Linked DNA regions of Mus musculus: region 1 is linked to region 2. A link is a contact called in public HiChIP or PLAC-seq data. All regions are on one chromosome and are shown on one strand. Each heading gives the region's core, a stretch centred on a gene start, on an enhancer-like site or on the middle of the called end of the contact. The rest is flanking DNA. Distances are from core to core; before and after follow the strand shown. Region 1 overlaps Ecpas (Ecm29 proteasome adaptor and scaffold). Region 2 has its middle 15 kb from the start of Lpar1.

What was found. HiChIP or PLAC-seq counts read pairs in DNA pulled down with a chosen protein or histone mark.
Region 1: a CTCF HiChIP or PLAC-seq map of the NIH/3T3 cell line shows a contact between it and region 2, with 8 read pairs. The contact joins two enhancer-like sites.

The regions. Positions count from the first base shown.
Region 1 is chr4:58,865,631-58,869,402 of GRCm38.p6, forward strand. The region is part of intron 7 of Ecpas (Ecm29 proteasome adaptor and scaffold); the gene reads right to left. Among named protein-coding and RNA genes, the nearest start is that of Ecpas, 45 kb to the right of the region's middle. Within about 2 kb of position 1,816, at least 40 of the 459 cell types and tissues checked have an H3K27ac peak or open chromatin away from gene starts, as enhancers often do. A contact at or near this core is called in the NIH/3T3 cell line, where this site is marked.
Region 2 is chr4:58,566,388-58,570,457 of GRCm38.p6, forward strand. No RefSeq gene overlaps it. Among named protein-coding and RNA genes, the nearest start is that of Lpar1, 15 kb to the left of the region's middle. Within about 2 kb of position 2,129, at least 32 of the 459 cell types and tissues checked have an H3K27ac peak or open chromatin away from gene starts, as enhancers often do. A contact at or near this core is called in the NIH/3T3 cell line, where this site is marked.

The DNA.
Region 1 (3,772 bases), core at 566-3,065, 300 kb after region 2:
GGCCTTGAACTTCCAAAGATCTGCCTGCCTCTGCCTCTCCAGTGCTGTGATTAAAGGCCTGTGCCACCACCTGTCACCTGGCACTGTCTTTTCATTATGACAGCCACTGACTGTGGTGATATCCTTTTCCAGATTCTAATCACTTGACAGTACAGCTAGGAGGCAGAAAAAGAACAGAAACGATACAGAGATACCTGTACTTTGAGCTTTTCTTTTTTTTTTTTTTTTCCCACAAAATGGTAACCTATGTGTTCTCCCCACAGAATTTTATAATCTTAATGTAATTTTATGGTATATACTTTTTTTTATCCTAAAGAAAAATTAATTAAAATACACTAAGAATCACATTTAAGCTTCCAAAAACAAAATCTACAATATGATATAAAGAATAAGGCCAGTTCAAACTTAAAAATTTTGAAAGAAGAACTTTTTTAACACTCCAAAATTCATTCCTTTAAATGATACCAGAAATACTCTAAGTTATAAGCAATAAGAAAAAAATGAGAGACTACTCTACATGGGGATCCATCCCATAATCAGCCACCAAACCCAGACACTATTGCATATGCCAGCAAGATTTTGCTGAAGGGACCCTGATATAGCTGTCTCGTGTGAGGCTAGACTAGTGCCTGGCAAATACAGAAGTGGATGCTAACAGTCAGCTATTGGATGAAACACACAGGGCCCCCAATGGAGGAGCCCGAGAAAGTACCCAAGGAGCTGAAGGTGTCTGCAACCCTATAGGTGGAACAACAATATGCACTAACCAGTACCCCCCAGAGTTCATCTCTAGCTGCATTTGTAGCAGAAGATGGCCTAGTCAGAAGAGAGGCCCTTAAGTCTTACAAACTTTATATGCCCCAGTACAGGGGAACACCAGGGCCAAGAAGTGGGAGTGGGTGGGTAGGGGAGCAGGGCAGGGGGAGGGTATAGGGAACTTTAGGATAGCATTTGAAATGTAAATAAAGAAAATATCTATTTAAAAAAAAAAAAAAAAAGGCCAGGCATGGTAACGCACGCCTTTGATCCCAGCACTCGGGAGGCAGAGGCAGGAGGATTTCTGAATTCGAGGCCAGCCTGGTCTATAACATGAGTGCCAGGACAGCCAGGGCTATACAGAGAAACCCTGTCTCAGAAAAGGAAAGGGAAAGGGAAAGGGAAAGGGAAAGGGAAAGGGAAAGGGAAAGGGAAAGGGAAAGGGAAAGGGAAAGGGAAAGGGAAAGGGAAAGGGAAAGGGAAAGGGAAAGGGAAAGGGAAAGGGAAAGGGAAAGGGAAAGGGAAAGGGAAAGGGAAAGGGAAAGGGAAAGGGAAAGGGAAAGGGAAAGGGAAAGGGAAAGGGAAAGGGAAAAAGAAAAAGAAAAAGAAAAAGGGAAAGGGAAAAAGAAAAAGAAAAAGAAAAAGAGAAAGGAAAAGGAAAAGGAAAAGGAAAAGGAAAAGGAAAAGGAAAAGGAAAAGGAAAAAAAAGAAAAAAGAAAAAAATGAGACTTGAAAGAATGTTAGGGGAAAATATACTTCAATTCTCTTAATCTAGTCTAGCAAAGTTAAGCCAGGTTCTCAAATTCAACCAATAAAAGACATGAGTAAAATTAAGATTTACCCTCTCCTTAAACTGTGGGTCAAGACTCCTATGTGGGCGACACATCACTAAATATGGGGTCATAACAAATTTTGAGAAGTAAAGTTTCTAACATGAGACAACCAAAACTTTACTCAAAACCAACTGTAATGAATCCCGTGTTTGCTTCTGGCTGCGCTGACTTATGGTGCGTCAGGCAGCTTCCCCACAGCCTTGGCTCTGAATGCAAACATGATGACTGTGCACTGAATCTGGCATCAGTCCACACTACACAAGCATGACGGAAACCTACTAAGGACCAGCACAGGTTGTAAATGTCACTGTTCCTACTGTACACTCCACCTCTTATAGAAACTGAGTTAAACACATAAAATAAAACTTCTCTTTTTTTCCTACCATCATTCGTAGTATGCAAATATCAAAAGAGTCTATCTTTGAATTGTATCATGTTAGAATATTTAATTAAAACTTGCTGAGTTGCTGACTTGAGTTTAACTTTAAAAAACAAAATCATTGCAAGAGTTTTGGCATAGGATCAGGACAGAATTTCCAATAATTTCTAGATGCCTTAAATTTCCTCCAGCCATTTTGTGCTGAGTAGGTAAAGCAAGGGTTCTTAGCAGTAACCATTATAAAACCAAAATCCTAAAGCATGCACGTTAAAGATGTTCTGCCTTAGAGTATCAAATATCCAGCCAAGATTTAATTCTATGTGTAAATTTGAACAAGCCTATCCATCTTATTAATAAAAAATTGATTTCCTCATAAACAAATGGAAAAGATGTATGTATAGCAAAACTGTTTTAAATGAGTTTGATTTATTACCAGCAAATGTTTGCTCTCCATATCTATTTCATACATACACAGTCACATAAAAAATTTCAAACAAAAAGAATCACAAAATATATATCCATAGTCACATAAAGAAATTCTCAAACAAAAAGGATTTCAAACAAAAGGATCACTTAGAAAAGTTTAAGAAGCCCTGCTATAAGCCACCTCATATGCTTCCCAGTGGAAGCCACTCTCAGCCACTGCCATTATCTACCCAAACACTGCAATAGAGCAAACTAAGGTCCATTAAATTAATTTCCTTATTTTATTATACCTCCTTGCACTTTCTTCTTAGAGGAAGCAAAGTAAAATGCATATATCAGTTATAAAGTTTTATGGCATTTTCGCTATTTCTGTCTTATAAATGTTATTTTAACAACCTGCATGCATTCAACCTTCTGGACACGGAAGCACACACCTGTAATCCGCAGTAGGCAGAGACACAGGGTAGAAAGCCTGGGGCAGTCTAAGCTATCTAACAAAACCATCCCAAAGAAGCCAGTTACAAATACCTCAGGATTTACATTTTAAATATATATACAGGACCTCACTGTGTAGCAAGAGCTACTGAACTACTAAGATCTGCTGCTCCTGTCTCTCAAGTGCTGGGTTATGTGACATGAGGTATTCAGGTTTTTATTTTTCAATAACTGTAAGACATGCTATAATGACTAAAGTTATAACATTTCTAAATATATTTTCTTCTTTTGAATGGTTAGATCATGAATTCCCAGATTTACTATGTATATGTATATGTGTGTGTATGTATAAATGTGTGTGTATATATTTATTTATTTAATGACTCACTGCTCAAATAAGATATAAGATACAGTACTTCCTCAGAAACTTAAATGGATTTACCACTTCAATATACCTGTATTTAACCATAGGTACAAACTACTCATTTTCCATTGATTTTTATTTCATACAAAGATTATTCCTCTATTATTTGTATCTCTTTTCAATGTAGATTTAAGTTTTACTCAGTAATTCTTCCATAAGCCTGGTTTTTACTATAACAACCACAATACATACACATTCATTATTAAAAGGGATCTTAACTGGTCTGAGACGAGAGAAAAATCAAAAGTTAATTATTTCTTGGGTCTATTGTTTTCAACATTAACTTTCAGTTTATTTGCCTAGCGGAAAATTTTATTAATTATAATGGCATTCCTAACCTATTTTAGCTTTGAAATACATTTTCAAATAGGTTTTTTTTGGACACAGATTTTTGCTCGTTGGTAAACTTTATTAACTTACAACTAAGAATGTGTCCTAGTTTCCTAAGCTGAATACATCATTTCATAAAACCCTGCAAAGATTTAAGAACTCTGCCTTTTGATTTTGAAAGCTTAACAA
Region 2 (4,070 bases), core at 879-3,378:
GCCACCATGTGGTTGTTGGGATTTGAACTCAGGACCTTCGGAAGAGCAGTCAGTGCTCTTACCCACTGAGCCATCTCACCAGCCCCTTTCCTTTTGTTTTTGTTACTGCTGTATTGGTTGAAGAGATACCAGGATGAATACAACTCTTCAAAGAAAGCACTTAGTTGGGGATTTCTTACAGTTTTAGAGGGTTAGTCCATGATCAACATGGCTGGAAGCAGATAGGCATGGTGCTAGAGCTGTAGCTGGGAACTCATTTCTGATCCACACGTTTCAGGCAGAGGGAAAAGGGCCTGATGTGCGCTTCTGAAAGGTCAAAGCCGGTGCCCAGCAGCACACATCCTGAACAAGGCCACACCTTCTAATCGTTCCCTCACAGTTCTAAGGATGACCAAGCCTTCAAACACATGAGCCTGGGGGCGCTCATTCAAATCAGCACCTCACCCAAATCCTGGACGGTGCACACTGTAAAATCCACATCACTAGTCCTGTTTCCGTGGTTTTTTGTTTTTTTTTTATTCTCGCTGATGTATATTTTAATTTGTGTTTCTGTTTAACTTGTCTCACGAGTATCACTTCTGGTTTCCAGCTTCCTTTTCACCTTTTTCTGGTTTAAAAAGAAAAACCTATCACACTATTGGCATTTTATGACAGTCTTCCACTGTCATACACTGCTCCCAATATTTTTAAAGCACTCCTTAGAATCTACCAAGTAAGTATACCTAACTTAGTAGCTCAGCTCCTTAGAGTAATTATTTTAAAGGAACAAATGCGCCTTCAACTGTATGTCAAGTCTCACACTATGGGGAAAAGATAAAATGCTAACAAAATTCACAGCTTATACTAAAGAAATAAGAAGTACCTGTCTGTGTTCCAAGGTTTATCAAAACTAGATTTTAGAAGTGGATGCCCACAGTCAGCTAATGGATGGATCACAGGGCTCCCAATGGAGGAGCTAGAGAAAGTACCCAAGGAGCTAAAGGGATCTGCAACCCTATAGTTGGATCAACATTATGAACCAACCAGTACCCCGGAGCTCTTGACTCTAGCTGCATATGTATCAAAAGATGGCCTAGTCGGCCATCACTGGAAAGAGAGGCCCATTGGACACACAAACTTTATATGCCCCAGAACAGGGGAACGCCAGGGCCAAAAAGGGGGAGTGGGCGGGTAGGGGAGTGGGGGTGGGTGGGTATGGGGGACTTTTGGTATAGCATTGGAAATGTAAATGAGCTAAATACCTAATAAAAAATGGAAAGAAAAAAAAAAAGAACAAGTAGTTTAACTGTAGATAGTATTTACTAAGTGTTAAAAATTACCATAAATAAATTTAAAACTACAAAAAAAAAAAAAAAGAAAGAAATGACGGCTACTCCACTTGCTTCATCATATTGTATTGACTAGACACAAACTGGAGTCACACGAGAAGAAGGAACTGCAGTTGAAGATTTACCTCCATCAGACTGGCCTGTTGGCATGTCTGTTTTCTTGAATAGTGATTTCTGTTTCTTAATTAACTACTGATGTGGGAAGATCCAGCCCAGTGTGGACAGTGCCACTTCTAGGAAGGTGACCCTGGGTGATAAGAAAGCAAGCTGAGTAAATGGCCCAGAACAAGACAGCTGACAGCTTTCCTCCATTGTCCCTGCCTCTGCTCTTGCTTGAGTTCCTGCCCTGACTTCCCTCAATGGTAGACTGTGGTCTCGATATGTGAGCCAAATAAAACCTTTCGTCCCCCCCCAAAAAAAAAAAAAAAAACAAAAAAAAACTAGATTTTATCATGAACTAAGATTATCAATATTTAATTTAGATCCATTTAGAAGAGGCAATTGTCATTAAACTGTGTCTGGCCTGCCTAACAGGGTCGGCCCTTTCTTTCTTAGAAACTGCCTTGAAGAACACATTTATTTATGAAATACTGAATCCTCAGTGCCTTGAACTCCCCAGAGGCATGCTAAGTCTTTTTCTTTTACTTTTTTCTTTTCTTTTTTTTTTTTTTTTTTTTTTTTTTTTTGGGCCCTTGAAGAAAGATCTGAATTTAAATCGGCAACAGGGGAAGTGGGGGGAGGAGGCTTCTTCTGGTAACAGTGACCAGCCACAAGTGACCAGAGAAAGCTTCCTGTACGAAAGCCACTCACTCGCCTAGAAGTAGGGTTGGGTCATTACTCGCCTGTACGATCACCCACCCCAGAACGACATATGAATGCCAGATGGTTGGACCAGCTCCACGGAGAAACTGATATTTTCATTGTTTGGAACTTGGTTCTGTAGCTTTCTCCATGCAGCGATTTGATTGCAGCATTTAGAAAGTTGGAGAGTGTTCCCATAAATGATTCCACCCCACGAATGGGAGGTGGGGGCAGGCACATTAGCCTGTTTTTCCATTAGTATGTCATTCCCACTTTCTTACTCAGAGGTGGGTAATTCAGACAAGGTTCATAAAAAGAAAATGCATTTTGTGCTTCAGGATGCTTCCCTGCTTTGGGGAACTTGTTACTGAACAGTAAGTACTTCCATTGCCATTGTTCACGGAGTGCTTACACACGAATGTTCATGAAAAGGTTATGTCTTCGTTAGGGTTTTACTGCTGTGAACAGACACCATGACCGAGGCAAGTCTTATAAAAAACAACATTTAATTGGGGCTGGCTTACAGGTTCAGAGGTTCAGTCCATTATCATCAAGGTATCCAGGCAGGCATGGCACAGGAGGAGCTGAGAGTTCTATGTCTTCATCCAAAGGCGGCTAGTGGAAGACTGACTTCCAGGCAACTAGGGTGAGGATCTTATACCCACACCCACAGTGACACACCCATTCTAACCAGTTCACACCTATTCCAACAAGGCCACTCCTTCAGATGGTGCCACTCCCTGGTCCAAGGATATACAAACCATCACAGGTTATAACCATCATTAGCAAAGTTATGACTACATAGTCACGTGACTCTCGTGCTAGATCTTAACTCATCTTAAACATTTTATATCTATTAATATCGACTCATCTCAACATCACGTCAGTGCTGTGAGATAAGTACTGTTCTTTCTATCTTGAGAAACTAAGGCATGGGGAAGTCAGATTACTTACCTAAACCTAAGTAGGAGCAAATGGTGACATTGATTTTTAGCCCAAAGAAGGTTTTATAAACCCCCCTCACTGCACACTAAACTCTTTAAGTGTCAACAAATCTAGCTTGCTATAAGGGTATAGAAGCAATAGTCAGTTCTCTGCTACTTTTCCAATCCCCCCCCCCCCGTGTGTGTGTGTGTGTGTGTGTGTGTGTGTGTGTGTGTTGTTTTGAGACAGGGTCTCATAGTTCAGGTTGGTCTCATATTAACTGTGCAGCTGAATATGAGCTTGGACTTCCACCCTCCAGCAAATGCCTCCCAAGCGCTAGAGTTACAAGCAGGCACTACCAGGCTCAGTTTCTTGGTCCTGGATGATATGAATGGTCTTGCTATTATTGTGGTACAAAACCTGTCTACTGCAAGCCTGAGGCAACATCCCAGGGTGTCTAACCACAGGTCAATAAAGCCAGTATTTCATGGATCATAGAAAAATACCACGTTAGTATATTTAAGCAATAAAGATTTGATTTCCTGCAGTCTGGCTGAGGATGCTCTAGTCTTGACAGCTTCCCTTAGAGTAGAGCACATGAGAGAGAAGTACACAAAAATCAGACAAACATACAAGTAGGATATAAAGCCAAAGATACAAAGTTGCAGTTAGGGTGTTGTGAGTACTGTGATGTAGCACACTGAAGTCCATAGTCTCACTAGGTCGAGGTGCATAGACATATGCCTGCCCTCAAGCAAAAGGACACAGGGGTGTGGTAACTGCAAAGCATTTAAAGAATGGCACTGCCAGAGAACTTCTCAGGCAAGTGAGCAGTTAGAGGCATTAGAGAATTGCCTGAGACATCCAAGCATCAGGGGGTGTACTGGCTAGTTTTGTGTCAACTTGACACAGCTGGAGTTACCACAGAGAAAGGAGCTTCAGTTGAGGAAATGCCTCCATGAGATCCAGCTGTAAGGCATTTTCTCAATTAGTGATCAAGGGGGAAAGGCCCCTTGT